Regions from separate parts of the Mus musculus genome. Here regions 1 and 2 are each linked to region 3. Evidence: chromatin contacts called from public Micro-C and promoter capture Hi-C data. All regions are on one chromosome and are shown on one strand. Each heading gives the region's core, a stretch centred on a gene start, on an enhancer-like site or on the middle of the called end of the contact. The rest is flanking DNA. Distances are from core to core; before and after follow the strand shown. Region 1 holds the start of Bdkrb2 (bradykinin receptor, beta 2). Region 2 has its middle 17 kb from the start of Bdkrb2. Region 3 holds the start of Bdkrb1 (bradykinin receptor, beta 1).

Region 1 (3,153 bases), core at 342-2,841, 41 kb after region 3:
GAGCCCCCTTGGCAATCTATATGACTCTCCCTCGACCCATGTGGTCCCTTACAGGCCACACCTGAGCAGCAGAGAAGGGTAGCCCTAATGTCACTCTAAGACACCCTGAAATTCTTGTCCAGCCAGTCACTGTGTTAGCAGAAGTCAGACGGTCCAGTTATTCTGGGTTTGATCCCGTTTGCTTGGAGCAGCATCCTTACACAGGCTCAGTCAATCCATCTTTTCATTTTTTTAAAGGTGACACAGCCCGCCTCCCATGAAGTTATGGGAGTCCCTTGGCAATGTAAGAAGGACTTGGTGAAGTTGTGACCTTCTCCAGACTCAGTTTCCCCATCTGTGCTGGGGGCCTTGCAGGGTGTGATTACAGGGGATTTTTCTTTCCCCCCTAACACATCAAGCGGCAGTGCGCAAGTTCAGGATAGAGCTGTCATGGACTCCTAGGGTCCACTGCCAGGCAAGCACAGGAGTTTTTCCACTTTTAATATTTTCTCCAGCCCCCCTTTCCTGCCTGCCCCTGCCCCGATCCAAGCGGAGGAAAACAGCAAACTCCGCTCCCGAGTCTCACAACTGTGGGGGTGTTCCCAACACCCACACTGCTGTTAGGGCACAGCGGGGGACCAGATTCTCTACAAGCCCTTCTCTGACACAGAAGGGCCAGGAGTTGTGTCTGGCATGGCACCACACCCACACTCGGCAGAGCTCCTGCTTCCTGTGGAGGGCTGGAGAGAGCCACAGGCAGCCTGTGACTCAGGAAGGCGCATTCTAACCTGCCTAACCCGCGAGCATCACTGCTGCACCCAACACAGAGGCCACGGAGCTACCAACCAGCAACCTGGGTAACGCAAATTGCACACGTGGCGCGCCGCGCCGCCGTGGGGAGATCGCATTTCTGTCTGCATTAAAAGGAGCCGCCGAGTCTTCTTTGTGGCCCTGGTCCCGAGATATAAAATCTTCGCCAACTATGTTACCCATGGGGTAAAAGCGGAGCTGCGATTTGAACCCAAGACAACACACCAAGCTCACCCATAAGCACTACCTTGATGGAAGAACAGGGCAGGGGACACTAAGTATTTGTGGATTAAAGCTGCCACCACTGGCCCAGATGAGGCGCAACAGACAAAGTCTCCTTTCTGTATTAATCTCCGCCAAACACTTTGCAGACAGAGAAAACAAGGCCTAGAGACGTGACAGCGACTCTCCGGGGGTCACAAAATACCATCAGTGGCTCAGTGAATAAAAAGCCGGACTCTGGACACCTGTCCTGCTGCCTGGCGCTCACTCCTTTAGCCCATGGTGTCTACATGAAACCTATAAAACTCAAACCACTGGTCGCTCACAGGGAAAAGATGAGCTGGAACAGGCAAGGCAAACCCCCTGCCTGTAAGCATCTGTAATCCTTCCTCGCTTCATTTCTCAGACCTAGGGGAGGAAGGAATCTTCCTCCAGTTCCCCGAGACTCAATTTCAGCTGGGATAGTTGCGCTCTCCATTAACGAGCCCATGCCGGAAACTCACCTTTTCTCAAGCGAGCCGGTTCTGTGTTGTAGGGAGTCCCTCGGTCCAGGTTCAGCGGCTGCCTGACACGCCTTCCCAACAGCCCTACTATCCACTCCCCTGAGGAGCGAAGCTGGAGTGGCACGGGGAACAGCTCATCTTTCAAGGGCTGGCCGGTGATGTCATCACTCTCCTGGGCACCTCCCCCCTCCACCTCTAGTCCAGATCAGCTCCAGGCTCCCTCCGGGATCAGCAGCAGTTCTTAGCGGTGGTGCTTTTGGACCTCCTAGCTGCGGAGGCCAAATCAGGATGGCCACAGGTTGTCCCCCGTGGGTGCAGACCATGGTCGGGTCCCGGAGCCTAGGCTGGTAAATGTTTCCCCTGCAGCTCGAACAGCCACGGAGACCACGTGAATGCCTGTGTTTAACACAACACTGTTTACCGTGACAGGGTCTCCTGAAGTGATTGTTTTGCTCCTGAGTTTTAGGTGCAAACAGTGGGCATTTACAGAGGATGTAAATAGAAGGCAGCCAGTTGGGATGGAGGGTTTCTGAACGTGTTTTTTATTTTGCTTTGGCCGTGCACAACTCCCAGGGGTGCTGAGGCAGAAACTAGGATACAACTCAGACAAGGGACACACTGCTGGCCAAGTCCTTGAGTGAGCTGTGTGCTGGCCCCTGCCAGATACGGGACTTCCTCTGGGGAATTTAGAAGCAGTTTCTTCCTCTCCTTCTAAGCTCTGTCTTTTTTCATTTTCTTTGAAGATCTGCTAAAGACCCATTGCGCTTTCCTCTCCAGATGAGAGGAGGATGCAGGGAAGATCAGAGACCAGTCCAGAGAGAGCCTAGGGTTCCAGGAATGCACACAGACAGAGCTCCAGCAGCTGTCCCCCTGTCCCTGACCAAATAGGGATGGGGCAGCGGCAGAGGTCGTGAATCCAACCCTGTCTTGGCTTCAGACTGACTGAAATGAGTCAAAGCTCTTGTGACCTGAGTGTCCCATTGCCCCATCTGCACCTCTGGCCTGTCTGACCACAGGGAGCTTCCGAGGCATGGGACCTCTGGTCCACTTGGGTGAGTGAGCCTGTGATCTGGCTAAGATGATGCTGTGTGCCTACCCACTCGTGCAGGGGAAACCACCACAGCCCTGAAGGGTCACAAGGGAAGGGTCCTTCATGAGCTTTGCAGAGCAGACAGAAGCTGAGTGGTGATTCACAGAAACCAAGGCTGCAGGGTCTAGAGTCAGAGGTCTGCTTAGCTCTCCATATTGGGAAGCAGACTCAAAACCAAGAACAATGCCCCCCCTCCCCCAAAGCCCCACTATCTTGCCCTCATTCTGTAGAGTGCTGGTTGGTCTGGAGTGACAGACTCCGTTCACGTTCCAAACTCTTTTCTTGCTGGGTTTTCTGATGGGAAGCACTTGACCTTTTCACCTCGAAGCCAGATCCTCAGCAGCTCGGAAGAGTCCTATACCACGAGAACATCAGAGTTGATAATTCCCAGGTTAGCTAGCCCCATCTGTCACCCCGACAGAAGCTGCCCCTACTGGTCTGACTTGCTGTCGTGAACGCTAGTGTGGCACTGGAAGAAGTCTTCTCTTGTAAGTCACCTGGAGTTATGTTGTTGTGTCCAGCTGTCAGACGAATCTAGAAAACTTATAG
Region 2 (3,095 bases), core at 271-2,770, 58 kb after region 3:
ACACCCTGAACATCTCTAATCAAGGCGACCATCCAGGTCAACCATCACAAAGTGGGTCAGATCCCAGAACACATGATTCTGAGACAGAAACTCACAAACACATTCTTCTGTGTCTGCCTGTCTCCTGTGAGAGGTACTCAGGCCACCCCTCTGAGGTAGCCAGTGGCAACACATGGCCACCAACTGCAGCTGGACGCACTTTTGCAGGAGGGACACTGACTGAATCACCAGCATGAGAGAGCATGCACTAGGCTGCGCTCCTTCCAAAGCAGACAGAGAGGGAGGGTTTGTGTGCAGGACATCAACTTAGGGGTGACCCTGTGGGAAATGGAGGGGCACGGAGAGACGCCAGGAAGGAGAAAGCTGTGTAAAAACATCTTCTGAATCTGAGATGGCCAGGGATGCTAGGAGCTGCCTAGCAACAGGACCTAGCAGGGAGGGAGTTAAACCATCTGAGAAATGTGGGCCAAGGGACTTACAGGAGGATGGTTTCTGCACTAGGATTTCCATAGAGCCTCTGTCCCCAGTGATTCTTTGCTGCACCCTGTGAGTGCCCCTAGGGATCATGAGCTGCAGCTGCTGGGATGCTCAGACAGGAAGTGAGGGACACCACAGCACAGCTCAGAGCCTGAGCAGAACAGAGCCCGGTCATGTCGGTGTTGGCTGCTTCAAGCAGGTGAGGCCAAATACCTGGGCCAAGTCCCTTTCAGGTTCTTGTCACCACCCCATGCATTTATTTCCTGGTGGCCTCTGTGGCTTTCTTCTCCTCGGGAGCTTTTCAGTGTTGGCTTCTGCTGCGGCTGTTGGCTCTTCTGAGACTCAAGTCCGAATTTTCCAGCCCACTTTCCAAAACGGATGGGTGGTTCCCCTCACCTGTGTGGAGCATCAGTGACCGATCTGCTAACCTGTGGGTCGAACTTCCCTTGGAAGGCTCAAGATGCCCGTTTTGACCTCTGGCAAACGTGATCTTAGAAACCGAATGGATCAGGGCACTCCTACTCATGGTCCCAGAGAGACAGAAGGCCTTTGCCGAGGGGGCAACTCTTGGGGAGGAGGACAGGGGTCACTAGACCTTAGCAGGTCCATGTCCTGAGCATGGTTTCTCCGTTGGAAGAGAGGCCAGGGTGAGGGGACTCAGTCTGTCTCTGACTCAGGCATGACGATTCCCACGTGGCTAGGAGCTGGAAAAACACTGGTATCATCAGACCAGATGAATTTCATCCCGGTGATGAAACAGAACTCAGACCCCAGGAAGCAGATGAATGCAAAGACTTTGATTCTCTCTCTCTCTCTCTCTCTTTTCTCCCTTCCCTCCTACTCTCTGTGTTTCTTTGCCTTTCTCTTCTTTTCTTCCTAGATCCTCGTTGGTTTTTCAAGGCCAAGATGCAGAAGAAGAAAGTGAGTGTGGACATCACACAGCCACAGGATTCCTGACATCCTTTGCCCAGTCACCAACTTCCCAGGGTAGCAACCCCGGGCCACAGAGGTTACACAGGCAATTATTATCAGTGAGTTTACTCACCTCTGCCAATAGAAAGCAAACAGGGAGGCTGGGATGAGACCCGGAAGCGTTGGGAATGAGGTGGGTGGGAGAAAGCGAAATCTGGGAGGGGCGGCAGCGCCTATGAGGGTGAAAGGTCACGGGTGGGGTTGCCGGTGTCGACAGCGTGCTTTCTGTAAGTCATCACTCAAGTTGAGCAATGTGGAGGAATTGATCTCAGTGTTAGCCATGCAATCAAAGTGTGTGGTCCAAGAAGGCAGAGCGCTCCCTCTGGACTCAATTAGAGGCACCCACGGGAATGACAAAAGACACCATCTGCTCAGTCTTTTAAGATGGAGCTCAACCTGCTGTGTGCCCCAGGCACAGGCAGGGGCTCCAGTGAAGCTGGCTTTCCTGGCTCTTTTACAGGAGATGTACAGTTTTGGGAGGGACAGGCTTCAAATGTGCGTGATTACAAAAGACTGTTGAGCCACTTCTGGGATAAGTGTGGCGTGAGATCGTGAAAGGAAGTGACACTCAGTTGCTGTCGTTAGAGCCAGGTTTATTTGAGGAGCAGTGGGGATAGATTTCCAGATGAAGCAGCTGTGCAAGGCCCCTGTGACCCGACTCCTGAGCAGCTCATGGGTGGATGAAAATAGCAGCTTGTCTATGAGAGCCAGAAGTTTAAAGCGAGATGTGTGGGGTCCAAGGGGTGTTACAACCAAATCTGGGTGCTCAAGTGAGGGAAAAGTGTCAAAAAGCGATGGAAAGGGACTTGGACTTTGTCCTAGGGGTCTGAGAGCTCTGACAGACCCAGAGGGTGGTGTGTGTGTGTGTGTGTGTACAGGGTTGTCTGTGTGCACACATGCATGCATGTGTGTGTGTGTGTGTGAAAGAGAGAGAGAGAGAGAGAGAGGGAGAGAGAGAGAGTCAGGGCTCTCTATAGAAACAGAACCAATTGTATGTGTGTGTGCATGTGTATGTACATATACATATACATACACATACACATACACATACACATACACATACACATACATATACACATACATATACATACATATACATACATATACATATGGAGGCTTATTGAAAGGAATTGGCTCATGACTGTAAAGGCCAACAAGTCTGAAATCTGTAGATGGGTCACCAGGCTGAAGACCTGGTTCAAAAGCTTCCTGCGACAGCATTCTGTCTTGCCCAGGGACCCTGGTGTTTTGTTCTATTGGGGCCGTCAGCTGATGGGACAAGTTCCACCCACATTACAGAGGGCAATGTGCTCTATTCAGAGCCTGCTGATTCCAAAGCTACTCACATTCAGGCTAACCTCACAGACACATCTCGGGTAATAGCAGACCACATAGCTGGGCGCCAACGCCTAGTCAAGTTGACCAGGACACTTAACATCAGAATGTTATCAGTGGAATGTGTCACATGATCAGAACTGCGTTTCTGGGACCTCATGGCTATGGTGGGAAGAATGTGTTGGTACAGGGCCATGTGGAGAAGTGGAGAAAGGAGTGGCCCCCAGGAGGGGTCGGGTGTCTGGAGTGAGGATGAGAGATGGAGAAGGACATCCTACTCTGACTGCCTCTAACGGAAGCACTTGCTGAAG
Region 3 (2,957 bases), core at 78-2,577:
AGTGCATCTGCGAGGTCCCGGCTACCCTGTCCTCCGGCTACCCTGTCCTCCGATTACTCTGTCCTCCGGCATCTTTGTGGGCTGTGGCTCAGCCAACCAGATGGTCCCTATGATAGCAGAGACGGTTGGTCAAGAAGCCAGGCTTCTTGGCTCAATGCTGTTTCAATTCCAGCAGGACAGTTGGAAGAGTTCTTTCCTACTGGGCAATACCGGCATTTTATAAAGAGGTGCATCACTTATAAAGTTCCCAGAACCCTGGTCTTAAAGAGCCGGCCTGCAAAGACATAAATCAGTGGGTTCAGGCAGCTGTTGACAAAAGCAAAGAAGTTGGCCAGCTGCAGGCCCAGGTCTGTGAGCTCCTTCCAGAAGCAGTCCTGGATCACTCTCACCTGGACCAGGAAATCCAGGAAGGCAAAGAAGTGGTAAGGGGCCCAGCAGACCAGGAAGGAGGCTACCAGTGTGAGGATCAGCCCCATTGTCTTGCTGTCCTTGGGTCCCCCACACCGGGTTCTGCTGGCCTCCTTCTGTCCTCTCAGGGAGGCCAGGATGTGAAAGTTGAAGTAGAGGATGGCAGCCAATGGGAGGAGGAAACCCAAAACGTTCAACTCCACCATCCTTACAAAGTGCCAAGCTTCGTGGGGGAAAAGCAGGATGCAGGCAGAGATGTTCAGATCAGGGACGACTTTGACGGAACGCAGAAGGAACGTGGGGGTGCTCAAGAGGCCCCCAGCTACCCAGATGAGCAGGCAGGTCACTTGGGCTTGCCGTCGCCGCCGGTTCCCCCAGCTGGTCATGGGGTATACCAGCAACCTGTAGCGGTCCTGACTGATGGCCACCACCAGGAAGATGCTGATGAACAGGTTGGCCTTGATGACCCCGCTGACCACCCGGCAGAGGTCACTTCCAAAGGGCCAGTTGAAACGGTTCCCAACGTTCTCTGCCCAGAAGGGCAGGCCCAGCACAAACACCAGATCAGAAGCTGCCAAGTTAGCCAGGTAGATTTCTGCTATGGTTAGGCGCTGCCGCCGCTGCTGCCACCATCGTCGCCAAGGCAAAAGGAAGAAGGACAGGACTAAAAGGTTCCCCAGGAGGCCAAAGAAACAGACAGTGATGACAAACCCTGGCAGCACCCGACACAGCAGATCCCAGGCTTCCGGGGCGCCCTCGCAGGAGGTGATGTTGGGAGGGGCCTGCTGGCTTTGGTTAGAAGGCTGTAGCTTCAGCGAGGCCTGGGACGCCATCCACAGGAACCTGAAATTGACAGAGAGTATAGGAGGCCAAGCCCAGCTGTGGTCTATCCCAGACAATAAAGTTTTATTGGCACACAGCCATACTCAATGCTTATATATAGAGCATCTGTGACGATTTTCGTGCGTTATGATGGCAGACCAGAACGGGCACAGCACAGCCTGTCTAGTCTGCAAAACTGACAATATTTACTACCAGTTTCTGTAGAGAAAGAGAGGACTGACCTCTAGGTTAAAAGAGGGATCTAGTAGGAGCTGGAGAAAGCGCTTATTGGTTAAAAATTCCGGCTGCTCTTCCAGAGGACCAGAGTTTGTGTGCCAGCAATCCACATGGTAGCTCACAACCATCTGTAACTTCAGTCCCAGGGGATCTGGTGTCCTCTTCTGTCCTCCACAGGCATTGCATGCATACAGTGCACATACATATACACAGGCAAAACGGGTCAGGCGTGGTGGCACACACCTTTAGTCAGACAGAGCACTCCCACAGGCAGAGATGGGATCTCTGTGAGTTCTAGGCCAGTCTGGTCTACATAGTGAGTTCCAGGACAGCAAGGGCTAGGTAGAGACCTATCTCAACTCTCTCTCTCTCTCTCTCTCTCTCTCTCTCTCTCTCTCTCTCTCTCACACACACACACACACACACACACACACACGGATTGTTAAATCCCTAACCAGAGGCTGGGTATAGTGGTTCACACCTGCATATCCAGAGCTGAGGAGCCTGAAGCAATTTGGGGGTGAACAGGAAAGAGTCTGTCTCAAAACTGCAACAACAACAAAAAGCCACCCCCTCCCAAACCCAGAAACATACCCAAACAGACCAGACATAGGATAAAAATCCTTTTAAAATGAACGGTTGAAGCCTATCTCTTCTGCCAGGCCGTAAGTCAACAAGAACACTTTCTGTTTGTTGTCTTTTGCTAAGAGACCTGCTCTACGGTTCCATTTAACAGTCCTGAGAAGAAAACAGATTGCTATAGACTTACCCAGACAGAAAAACAAAGAGCTCACAGCTTCAGCTGGGGTTTTGTATGGAGACAGCTGTCTTAGGAGGTTTCTGTCCTGGGCAGCTCTCTGGACACATACTGGTCTTAAATGAAACCACCTCTTTTCCCATGATGTCACAGGGGATTACCCGAAAAGTGAGTCTTTCAAGCCAGAGGAGGCTGAGGTTTGGAAGGGGCCGTGGCGCCGCCTTTCACTCGCTCGCTTAGGGATAGTAGGAGGTTCTTCGACTACCTTTTTGCACTTTCTCCACTGACATTTTTGGCCTGTTGAGTTTGCCTAGCTGCTGTGTGTTGGCAAACAGGCCCTGAAGACACATTTCAGTGTGGCCAATACTCTCAAGGCTCACCCCTGGCGGGATGTTGAGTGATGGCTTCCCCTGATTCCCCGTTGGCTCCAGGAGGTCTGGGATTTGGCCACAGGTTCTTGGGAGCACACTAGGACAACCCATCTTGAATTTGAGCAGTGAAGGACACACAGCCAAGAATCCATCAGTGTGGACCCCATTGTACAAACAGTGAGTTCGGGAAAAAGTTTGACTCATGCAGGGCTCAGAGTTGAGTAAGATCAGCCGCACTTTTCCTAATCCTTGCTGACGGCTCTGGGTTTGGTTTGGGTGTGAGTTGGCATCCATGAAGCTGAGCTACCCTAGGCCTGGCTGTGAGAGATGCAGAAATTCCTGGCTTTCTCTGAGAGCTGAGC

The links. Hi-C and Micro-C count contacts between places; a contact is called where the count stands out from the background. Capture Hi-C pulls out chosen DNA fragments and counts their contacts.
Region 1: a contact with region 3 is called in a promoter capture Hi-C map of adipose tissue. The contact joins the promoter of Bdkrb2 here to the promoter of Bdkrb1 in region 3. A contact is called at or near these places in 7 of 39 promoter capture datasets (the C10 cell line, cranial neural crest, embryonic stem cells and 4 more), 1 of 15 datasets of contacts at CTCF or cohesin (pro-B cells), 3 of 484 Hi-C or Micro-C datasets (B cells, muscle stem cells and nephron progenitors), 1 of 115 datasets of contacts at active chromatin or transcription factors (embryonic stem cells) and 3 of 9 other capture datasets (adipose tissue, liver and pancreatic islet).
Region 2: a contact with region 3 is called in a Micro-C map of muscle stem cells, with 2.2 times the contacts expected there. The contact joins the enhancer-like site here to the promoter of Bdkrb1 in region 3. A contact is called at or near these places in 2 of 39 promoter capture datasets (both in the C10 cell line), 2 of 15 datasets of contacts at CTCF or cohesin (large pre-B cells and pro-B cells), 2 of 484 Hi-C or Micro-C datasets (cortical neurons and muscle stem cells), 2 of 115 datasets of contacts at active chromatin or transcription factors (embryonic stem cells and large pre-B cells) and 3 of 9 other capture datasets (adipose tissue, liver and pancreatic islet).

The regions. Positions count from the first base shown.
Region 1 is chr12:105,561,610-105,564,762 of GRCm38.p6, reverse strand. It overlaps Bdkrb2 (bradykinin receptor, beta 2), which reads right to left and starts at 1,591. Exons shown (of 3, transcript NM_009747.2): 1 at 1,515-1,591.
Region 2 is chr12:105,544,821-105,547,915 of GRCm38.p6, reverse strand. No RefSeq gene overlaps it. Among named protein-coding and RNA genes, the nearest start is that of Bdkrb2, 17 kb to the left of the region's middle. Within about 2 kb of position 1,520, at least 42 of the 459 cell types and tissues checked have an H3K27ac peak or open chromatin away from gene starts, as enhancers often do. A contact at or near this core is called in embryonic stem cells and muscle stem cells, where this site is marked.
Region 3 is chr12:105,602,461-105,605,417 of GRCm38.p6, reverse strand. Bdkrb1 (bradykinin receptor, beta 1) reads right to left here and starts at 1,327. Exons shown (of 1, transcript NM_007539.3): 1 at 1-1,327. The coding sequence starts at 1,241. The coding sequence ends at 237.